Linked DNA regions of Mus musculus: region 2 is linked to region 1. A link is a contact called in public HiChIP or PLAC-seq data. All regions are on one chromosome and are shown on one strand. Each heading gives the region's core, a stretch centred on a gene start, on an enhancer-like site or on the middle of the called end of the contact. The rest is flanking DNA. Distances are from core to core; before and after follow the strand shown. Region 1 has its middle 39 kb from the start of Serp2. Region 2 overlaps Gm30246 (a long non-coding RNA gene).

Evidence for each region. HiChIP or PLAC-seq counts read pairs in DNA pulled down with a chosen protein or histone mark.
Region 2: an HNF4G HiChIP or PLAC-seq map of pancreatic cancer cells shows a contact between it and region 1. The contact joins two enhancer-like sites. A contact is called at or near these places in 1 of 39 promoter capture datasets (the C10 cell line), 3 of 484 Hi-C or Micro-C datasets (liver, nephron progenitors and uterus), 7 of 115 datasets of contacts at active chromatin or transcription factors (the 230-238 cell line, SST interneurons, embryonic basal ganglia and 3 more) and 1 of 9 other capture datasets (embryonic stem cells).

Annotation. Positions count from the first base shown.
Region 1 is chr14:76,593,021-76,597,619 of GRCm38.p6, reverse strand. No RefSeq gene overlaps it. Among named protein-coding and RNA genes, the nearest start is that of Serp2, 39 kb to the right of the region's middle. Within about 2 kb of position 2,914, at least 31 of the 459 cell types and tissues checked have an H3K27ac peak or open chromatin away from gene starts, as enhancers often do. A contact at or near this core is called in pancreatic cancer cells, where this site is marked.
Region 2 is chr14:76,785,718-76,790,377 of GRCm38.p6, reverse strand. The region is part of intron 1 of Gm30246 (a long non-coding RNA gene); the gene reads right to left. Among named protein-coding and RNA genes, the nearest start is that of Gm30246, 7.3 kb to the right of the region's middle. Within about 2 kb of position 3,302, at least 90 of the 459 cell types and tissues checked have an H3K27ac peak or open chromatin away from gene starts, as enhancers often do. A contact at or near this core is called in pancreatic cancer cells, where this site is marked.

The DNA of each region.
Region 1 (4,599 bases), core at 1,665-4,164:
GCACCCCCACACCCCGCCAGAACTTTATAGCTCTTTCTCTTTTTATGATCACAACACACTATGTGTGTGTGTGTGTGTGTGTGTGTGTGTATACTTAAGCCCCACCCCCACCTTTCTAGTAATGGTTTCTTTGTAATATCTTCCAAAACCAAGCAGCTGCCTTATCAGAGAGCCTACTTTCAGTCTCCTAACCTACCTATGTCCCTCAGACCCTTGTTCATGTTGATGGGCATCCCAACCAAGTCTGTTTCCTTGATGTTATGAACAAAGCATAACATCATTGATGAATAAACATCAATTTCAAAGTATTTCTGAGGTAGGATGTGAGCTGTTTGGGATTCACTCAGGAGTGGTATAGCTGGACCATATGACAGTTCTATACTCAGTTTCTTACACACCTCCACATTGATGGTCATTGTGGCTGCACCAGTTACACTCCTGCCAACAGCAGTAAGGGCTCCTTTCTCCATATCCTTGCCTCCATTGTTTGTCATTTGTTTTCTTGATGACAGCCATTCTAATTAGGATGAGAAGCAGGTTTGATTTTCATTTCCCTTATGGCTAAGGATGTTGAATGCTTTTTCAATATACAATTGGTCATTTGTCTTTCTTCTTTTGAATATTCTCTTTTTAGTTCCTTATTATATTTTTGCTTGAGTCATTTGTTTCCTTTTTTAAGTTCTTTGTATATTCTGAATATTAATCCTCTGTAAATTGAGCTAGAGACTAAGCAGAGGTGGGGGCAGGGGGTACTGTGAGCTAGGGTGGCAAGACACACCTTCTGGTGATGGTGATGGTGAAGCAGGCACTGAAACAGGGGCGAGGTGCTCAACCCTCAGACGGAAGTTGAGGGACCATCTCTAATAGAGAAGAAGGCACAGCAAACATTCAAGAGCAGTTCATGACCCTGGCTTCTCTGCAACGCCCCAGGGTGTGAGAAGTGGGGATTTATTTTTATTTTTTTAGAAGACAGCTGGGTCTAGGAAGGGGATATCCTGGAAGGTTTGAGGTGACTTGATCCTGTTGCTAAGCAGGGAGTCGTGGAGGGCATTTATTGGAACTGCTGTCCCCAGCAGTAGGAAAATTGGAAGAACACATGCAGCTTGAGCAGAGTAATTTCAAGCAAGGGAGAAACAAACACCTGCCATTCAAAGTAAAGGACATGAGGAAGGAAGAATGGCAGGCTCTTTGAGATGTGTGGAGACTGTCAGGTACGAGTGGGGCATCCCAACTGGAGAGACCTCCGAGTCCTTTCTTCTCACCAGGATGTCATCTTCTAAAATCCAGAACTCAAAAATGCTACCATTGGCCGGGTGTGGTGACACACGCCTTTAAACCCAGCACTTGGGAGGCAGAGGCAGGTGGATTCCTGAGTTCGAGGCCAGCCTGATCTACAGAGTGAGTGAGTGAGTTCCAGGACAGCCAGGGCTACACAGAGAAACCCTGTCTCGGAAAACAAAAATGCTCCCATGGTGGCACACAAGAAACAGTTGTATCTGCTCTATAGCAAGGTTTGGGTTGTGCCCTCACTGGGTAGAGCTGTGTTTTATCCACCTCCTCTGCTTCCTATACTGGAATCTGAGCTTGAGAAGACAAAAACAGAGAAGAAGGGCAAGCAAGTTTCTCAGCTAATGTTCATAGCTATTTAGATCAAACACACAGTTACAGATTTTCTAATGGGAGTGGGGAAGGAGGAAAAAAGGGGGAGGAGAGGAGAGAGAGAGAGAGAGAGAGAGAGAGAGAGAGAGAGAGAGAGAATGGTCATTTCCCTAAAGAAAAAAATTGGAAGTGTTTAGAGGAAGGTGGGGTCCCAGGAACACTCACTGAATTCAAGTCTAAACACAGCCCCACCCACCACCACCTCAAATCCATGCTCACCCAGGTAGAGCATGTTTGCAGATCAAGCTGTGAAGGGTTGCCCCCATTATTTGCCACACAGCTGAAAATGTGGCGGTTGAACCGCAACTCCTAAGCTGGCAAAGCATTTAGACCTGTGCAGCTCCTGACAACAACCTTGGCTTCAAATACTGTGCAGAGTTGCCCCTCGAGCAAATATTTGCCCTGGTTATAGCTTTGCATTTACAATATGCCAGCTGTGTTTGGAAAACAGTCCCAGTTTTAGTCAGTGGCCTTGTAAAGGAGCCTTGTATGGACTCACAGAGCGCCCTTTGGGAGGCTCCGGGGTAGGCATTACCCACTTAACTGTGAGGACGCTGCTTTCTTTTCAAAGCTCCAAGCCCATGACTTCCTTAAAAACATAGTCCATTTATGAGAATGCCAGTAGTTACTTGGGTCTCTGGAAAGATCTTGGAGCGTTTAGTGTTGCTTTTCCACTTGGCTTTAATTTTTTTTTTAATTCCCACAAGTAGCCTGCTGTGTCCTGGCAAGGGAATAAGAAAGGGAGTAAGAGTGGCTATGAGCCAAGTAACAGCGTGCAAACTATTCCTGGCTCTGTAAAACCAAGGTTCAGAGGTTCAAATCCCAGCAGGATGGACAGACACTTTGGCTCCCACAGTTGGGAGGGAACTGGAGAGATTTGCCGGTGTCTACCTAAAGATGGCCCTCTGTGCTGTTCAGGAGTCAGTGACACTTTAATGAGAGATACACCCCTGTCTTTGGGAGCTGAGTTGGTTTATAGTAAAAGTGCACACACAGGTGAAATTTGTTCACTCCATTGCCCACTAGAGAATTTTGACCCTCCCTCTTCCTGTTTTCAACTTCATAATAATCGGTTTAACTTTCATTTGAAGTACAGTTTAGAGTTGTACCCATTTAAGGCGCTGTCTTAGGGCTTGTTGGCCTGGAGAAGTAACAAGAGAAGGCCAGAGTGACTAACAGCTCTTCTGTAAGCGGCTGTCCACATTCTTTGTTTGATATTATCCTTGACACCTCGACTTTGCTAGCTAACCTCCTTATCAGCGACCTGAGTCATCATATGATTGCCTTGCAAGAAAATAGGACTCTGAGCACCTGCTATCTCTTCCTGTCCAATGCTCTAAGAAATCATTTTATAAAAGGTCATCCAGGATAAATAGGCCTTCATCTGCAAGCGCAACAGCTGGTAAGAAGCCAACTACGCTAAGAAAAAAAAAGGATAATTTGCCTTAGAATTGGGAGAAACCTTGCTGTGCATCAGAACCTCTCCCATTTAAGCAGCTGGGAGGGCTGTATCTCTCCTAACAACACATCCATGTTAGCCCTGTAACCACATGCTAAGGGAGAAACAGAGCCCTTCTGGGTCCACCAAAACCCTATTGATGCCTGACCTCTTACAAGGTTTGTTGTTGTTGTTGTTGTTGTTGTTGTTTGGGTTTGTTTGTTTGTTTGTTGGGTTTTTTTGGGTTTTTGTTGTTGTTGTTGTTGTTTGTTTGTTTGTTCGAGAGTGTCCTGGAACTCACTCTGTAGACCAGGCTGGCCTCGAACTCAGAAATCTGCCTGCCTGTGCCTCTCAAGTGCTAGGATTAAAGGCGTGCGCCACCACCGCCCAGCCACAAGGTTTTCTTAATGTTCAATCACAACCATGTACCCGGTGTCAAACAAGCTCCTGGACGGCCTCCGTTAGCGCATTCACCTGGGTGCTAAACACGAAGATGGACTTTGGGCTGTTGCTCCCAGGAAACAGATTCCACGTGTAGATGAAGGTGAAGAGTAACGCAAGCCATGCAAAAGAAAGGGCAGGCTCTAAGTCCCACTTCTCTGAGGTTGGCAACTTCAGATCCTCAACAAAACTAGCATGCCAACTGTGTGGCCATGAGATACCGAAACTGATTGTTTTTAAAAAGCTATTGCGACATTTCCTTTTCTGGAAAGTTTGGAATCCTGTCTCTGAAGTAAAGAGCAGCTCTGGCTAAATACATGCAGCTTGAAGTTGTATGACCATCGAAGTAAACTAGACGTTTTCTTGGGAGTTGTTCAGAACACTACCCGGTTCCAAAACTCCAGGTCAGATAGGACTGACTTAGTCAAAATGCAACCTCTCTAGGCATGGATTAAAATTAAAATGTGTAGAAAGACAACAGGACTCTTGGTGGGATTTCTGTGCCTAAATTAACCTCCCTGACCTCTAGCATAAAAACAAAACAACAACAACAACAAACATGCTAATGGGGCTGGAGAGGTGGCTTAGGCAGAAAGCGCTTTCCTTGCAAGCATGAACACCTGAGTCCAATAACCCATACCCATGTGAGCAGCTGGGTATGCTGGCATGCACATTTAACCCCTAGTACTGGGGGGGGGGGAGATTTGTGGGGCTCAGTGGTAGACACCCTACCTTAATATGCAATCCTGGGATTCCAGGGAGTCTCTGCCTCAAAAAAACAAGGTTAGGCAGCTACTGAAGAACAATGCTGCAGTTGATCCCTGCCCTCTACAAACCTCCTCACCTACAGGCACAGCACTCATTCATGTACACACGCACACGTATGCACGCGTGCGTGCGCACAAAACAACTATTTTGGTTTTGCTTCCCAAAGAACGTGAATACTAAAGCGTGGTTTTAAATAAAGCACTTGGTCAAACGTGTTCTTCCTTCCTTTGGGAACATCCCTGAACCCTGCCCTCTGGGGCAGAAGCATCTCTCAGTCCCAGCGACACCTCCAA
Region 2 (4,660 bases), core at 2,053-4,552, 190 kb before region 1:
TTTCTTCTCTCTGGTTCCCTCAGTCTTCTACCCGTGAGACTGGTCCGTGTTCTTGCAGGTAGCAGTAGTTCAGACTCGTTACTGTTCAGGAGACCCTTACAGAATGCAGAACTACAAATCATCCTTGTTCGTCTCTGTTGCTGGACAGTTGGGTCATTTTACATGAATAACTCTCAGATTGCTTGATCACTCTCAACATATTCCTACCTTAAGCCATACCAAATATGAACATGGAATTCAAGGGCTAATAAATTTCTGTGGCCTGTGAGAAGCAAAAATGACATTCCTTTTCCTGCTCTGAAAACGTGAAGATGTCATGTGATCCGGTGATATACCCCAGTGGGAAACTACTTGCCATCTGTGGCAGAAAGCTAACTCACTAGTCGGAGAGAAATGGGATGCATGGATCTCAGAGAAGAGGACGTGGGTCCATGAGATTCCCAAAAGAGCTGGTTGATTTGACCCTGTGCCATTTGCAAAGCTTGGTAACTTTTCTTGTGAAACAACAAGGTGATACTCCTGGGATTAACATAAACTCTGCAGGGGACTTCTGCAAACTTTTGGACAGGTGGCAAATGGCAGAGCTGTTTTTTTTTTCCCCAGAAAGAATTCAGACCAATCCCTTCCACTCCCTCATACTGGATTTAGGACTGTGACCCTGTCACAGCTACAGAACACATGGGCTCCTGACTCGGCTGAGTGTCTCCAATAGTCTTCCTCACACAGTCAGGCTCAGCCTCTCGGGATGCCCAACATGTGACCAGGAAGGCTGTGGGAGGAACTGAAGCCCCAAGGTCGGAGGGATTCTATTAATACCTTCTATGTTTCAAGTCCTCTGTCTCTGGAGTACTTTAAGCATCCTCTCTGACTCATGCTGGCATGCAGAGAAAAGTCACTTTGGAGATGACTGGCCTTCAAATGTTCAGTTTCCGGGACTCCATCCAGGGGGCTCGTCTGTTGTTATTATGTTCAAGAAACGAACGAGTTAATCAGAGAACACTTTTTGCCTCTTAATGTTACACACCAGCTCAGCAATAAGGCTTTCTGGGTATCACCAAACAGACAGGTGGCTTCCATTCTAGAAGCCCTTAGCCTCCTGAGCTGTCTGCTGAAGCCTGTGGGTTCCTTCTCAGAATATTGCATTCAAATGTGCCAGAGAAAATGCATAGGGTTACAAAGAAAATAAGCCCAACCACATTCGCTCTCTAGACTGTAAGCACTAAACAGGTTCATGTCATGGTAAGAACATGTGTGCTTAATCCTGCAAGAATATAGTGTTTAGATAGTCTTCTCTCTGTTGGTGGCAGCCAAGGACGCTGTTAATACTTCTGTGGCCTGCTGTGTATATCCGTAGTGGAAAATTGAAATTTTCTACTAAAAGTTAGTAAAAACTTATACTCGCCACTCTTCCCCTATTTCAATTCTCAGGACCTCAGAATGCTCTTCCCTCTTGGATACCTCAAACATGGCTCCAAGACTAGCTATTATGCACATGCATACAATTATTCCAAGAACCTGGAGTTTTATCTTCCTATATTCCATTGTAGTATGATCACCTTATGCTGCTGTTATACATTTTTGATATACATTATTAGAATTATGTTTGTAACCTTTTTCTTGGTATTTTTGTATAAGTAAAGTATGTGCATTAAAAACTGTTTTTATAAGCCAGACAGTGTTGGCACATGCCTTTAATCCCAGCACTTGGGAAGCAGAGGCAGGCGGATTTCTGAGTTCGAGGCCAGCCTGGTCTACAAAGTGAGTTCCAGGGCAGCCAAGGCTACACAGAGAAACCCTGTCTCAGAAAAAACAAACAAACAAACAAACAAAAAACAACAACAAAAACCCTGTTTTTATTTTCATTGTTTTTACATTTTATAGTTCATTGTGTGTGTGTATATATATGAATCTGTGCATAGTGTTGTCTATGAGTGTGTGTGTAGTGTCCTCTGTGTGTGCCTGCAATCCTGTGTGTGTGTGTGTGTGTGTGTGTGTGTGTGTGTGTGTGCCATAACCACATGTGGAAGCCAGACAGAAGGAGTTTGCTTCTACCATGTGGATCCTGGGGATTGAACTCATGTTGTCAGATTTGGTGGCCAGCTCCTTTTCCTGCAGAGCCAACTTGCCCCTCAATAACTCGTTATTGAATGGGAATAAAGGGATACTTCCCTTACAGGAGATGGGATGGAGTCTGAATCCGCAGAGTGACACCTGCTCATGCTGGCTCATTTAAGACACTGTTTTTATTTTTTCATCCTGTGTATGTGTGGGAGTGCACACACTCGAACCTGTGCATACTCAGAATCCAGAAGAAAGTGATCCCTGAGGCTAAAATAGGTGCTGGCAACTGACCCCAGGTCCTCTGCCAAAGCAAGAAAGGCTCTTAAGCATTGAGCCATTCCTCCAGCCCCTAAGCTGGATTGTTTTATGTTTTGTCCCTGCCTTTCTGCACCTCCTAGGCACTAGATCAAGATTGGCCTTCAGCCAGGAAACATTGGTTCTGAGATACCCTCCTTGGCCTGTAGCTGCCAGCCGAGGAAGAAGTATGTGCAGGCTGGCATGGGCCCGGCAGAGCTGGTCATACCCAGCAGTGGCCTTGTGGGTAGGCTGAGTGGGCAGGTGTGGTCTCTGAGTCATTGGGCAAGTGCCCCAAAGCTTAAGGACAGACCCCACAGCCCCCGCATTGAGCTTCCTGTTTCCTGTCACAGCGTCCAAAATTCTACCATATTCGGTTATTCATACTGAGCCTTTCACGGATCTCAGTTAATGAATAATTTTTAGTTCTGAGATGGGAGCAGCTTTAGGTGAGGGAGACAGAGATACGAGAAAATTGGGCGAGAATACAGACAGGTTTTATACTTTCACATTTCTGAAATGAATTTCTCTAGTCCTTTCAAACTACTCAGGCAGCATTGGGGAACTGCTGGTTCCCTGCTTACTGGAGCTCCAACAATAGGGTGCCATCTGGGAACCCAAGGACTAGGACTCCCTGAGTTTGATTCCTGTGCATGCCTATGTGCCTATGAGAGATTATGTGCACCACACACATGTAGGTGTGAGAGGAGGCAAGAGGAAGGTGTCAGGTCCCCTAAAACTAGAGTTATAGGGAGTTGTGGGCCACCAGGTGTGGGTGCTGGGAACTGAACCCTGTCCCCTACAAGAGCAGGAAGTTCTCTTAACTACTGTGCCATCCTTCCAAGTCCACTATTCAGTCCTCAAACACACTTTCCTACCTAGCCACACATGAGCACATGAGAGAGGCAAGAGAATTAGGACATAGCACAGAGTGCGGGACAGGGGACATGCTGCGTCTCAGCTTGATGTCACCAGGCTCTTAGTCACACTGCCTTCTCTGTCTGGGGAGGACCTAGGATCTAAGGAAAAACTTTTCTCAAGATGAAGGCTGAAAACTTCAAAGGTAACACAGGACTATATTTTCTTGATCCTGAATTAGAACGGAGACTCGGATACATGGGCGTATCTCTGTGTGAAGTCTTTTTAAAAGGAGAAATAACTAAAGCTATAGCTTTAGTTAACATGGACTAAAATCTTTATTAGTTAGCGGGCAACTCCACTGACCCTGGTCCAGGATAGCACAGCCACTCATGTCCATCCTATTGAAAGCACTTGGGGAGTTGCTGTTCCTGTCTACCTACCCCATGGACAGGAGGGTCCCCAGAATTGTCATCTTCATTACCTTTTATGGCACCCTTGGACAAATGATTTACTGTGCTGTCTTTTCTCTCTAAGGAAATATTCGGTTTCCTATCCGCTATTATTTGACATAGCTTGTCCCTTGCCAGCTCATATACTGGGATCCTGGGACTCAGTACGGTGATATTGGAGAATAATGGAACCTTTAAGAGGTGAGTCATAAGGGTGGAGATTAGATTCCTGGGGACATTGCCACCAGAAGGGATTAATGCCTCCTGAGACTCCAGATAGTTCTGGAGAGAGTGGTTGTAGTGAGTCAGACCAGCCCCTCCCTGCTGTCTGGCCCCCCATTTGCCACGTGTTCCCACCATCAGGATGCCATACACAATGGGCACCTCACCATAGCCAAGCAGAGACTGCTGCCATGCTCTTGGGACTCCAGAACTGTGAGCTAAATACACCCTTCTTCTTTACAAATGATCTGGCATCGGGTATTTGGGTATTGCAACTAAACGTAGACTAACACACTACCTAGAGATTTTATATTCCTCTTAGCCAAGGGGGAGGCCTTATATTATACCCATTTCACCCTCCACAGGTAGATTCATGGGGGGGGGGGTGGTATGTAATTATGTAGAAAATCTTAACTCACGAGTGTCCTCATCAACATAATTCTTGATTAACCAGATTGGTTTTTTGCAAAATGCTCTAAAAAACAAGGAAAGTTGCTGAATCCTCCCTCTGCCTCTCGCAGCCTAGTAAATGGAACCATAGTTGTTTGCCTTTGCTTTCTCTTTTGTAACTAGAAAAGAAAGGTATTCCTGGAAAACCAGGATTGTCTGTCACCTCATAAGGGGTCATGGTAGACTGAGTGATGCCCTCTAAGGAATCGTTTGGAAAGCTCTAGAACCTGTGACTGTTGGTTTATACAGTAGAATTTCTGAGCATTTGACTATTAAGGATCTCTAGATAAAGCGATCACTTGGAGTGACCTGGGTGGGCCCTA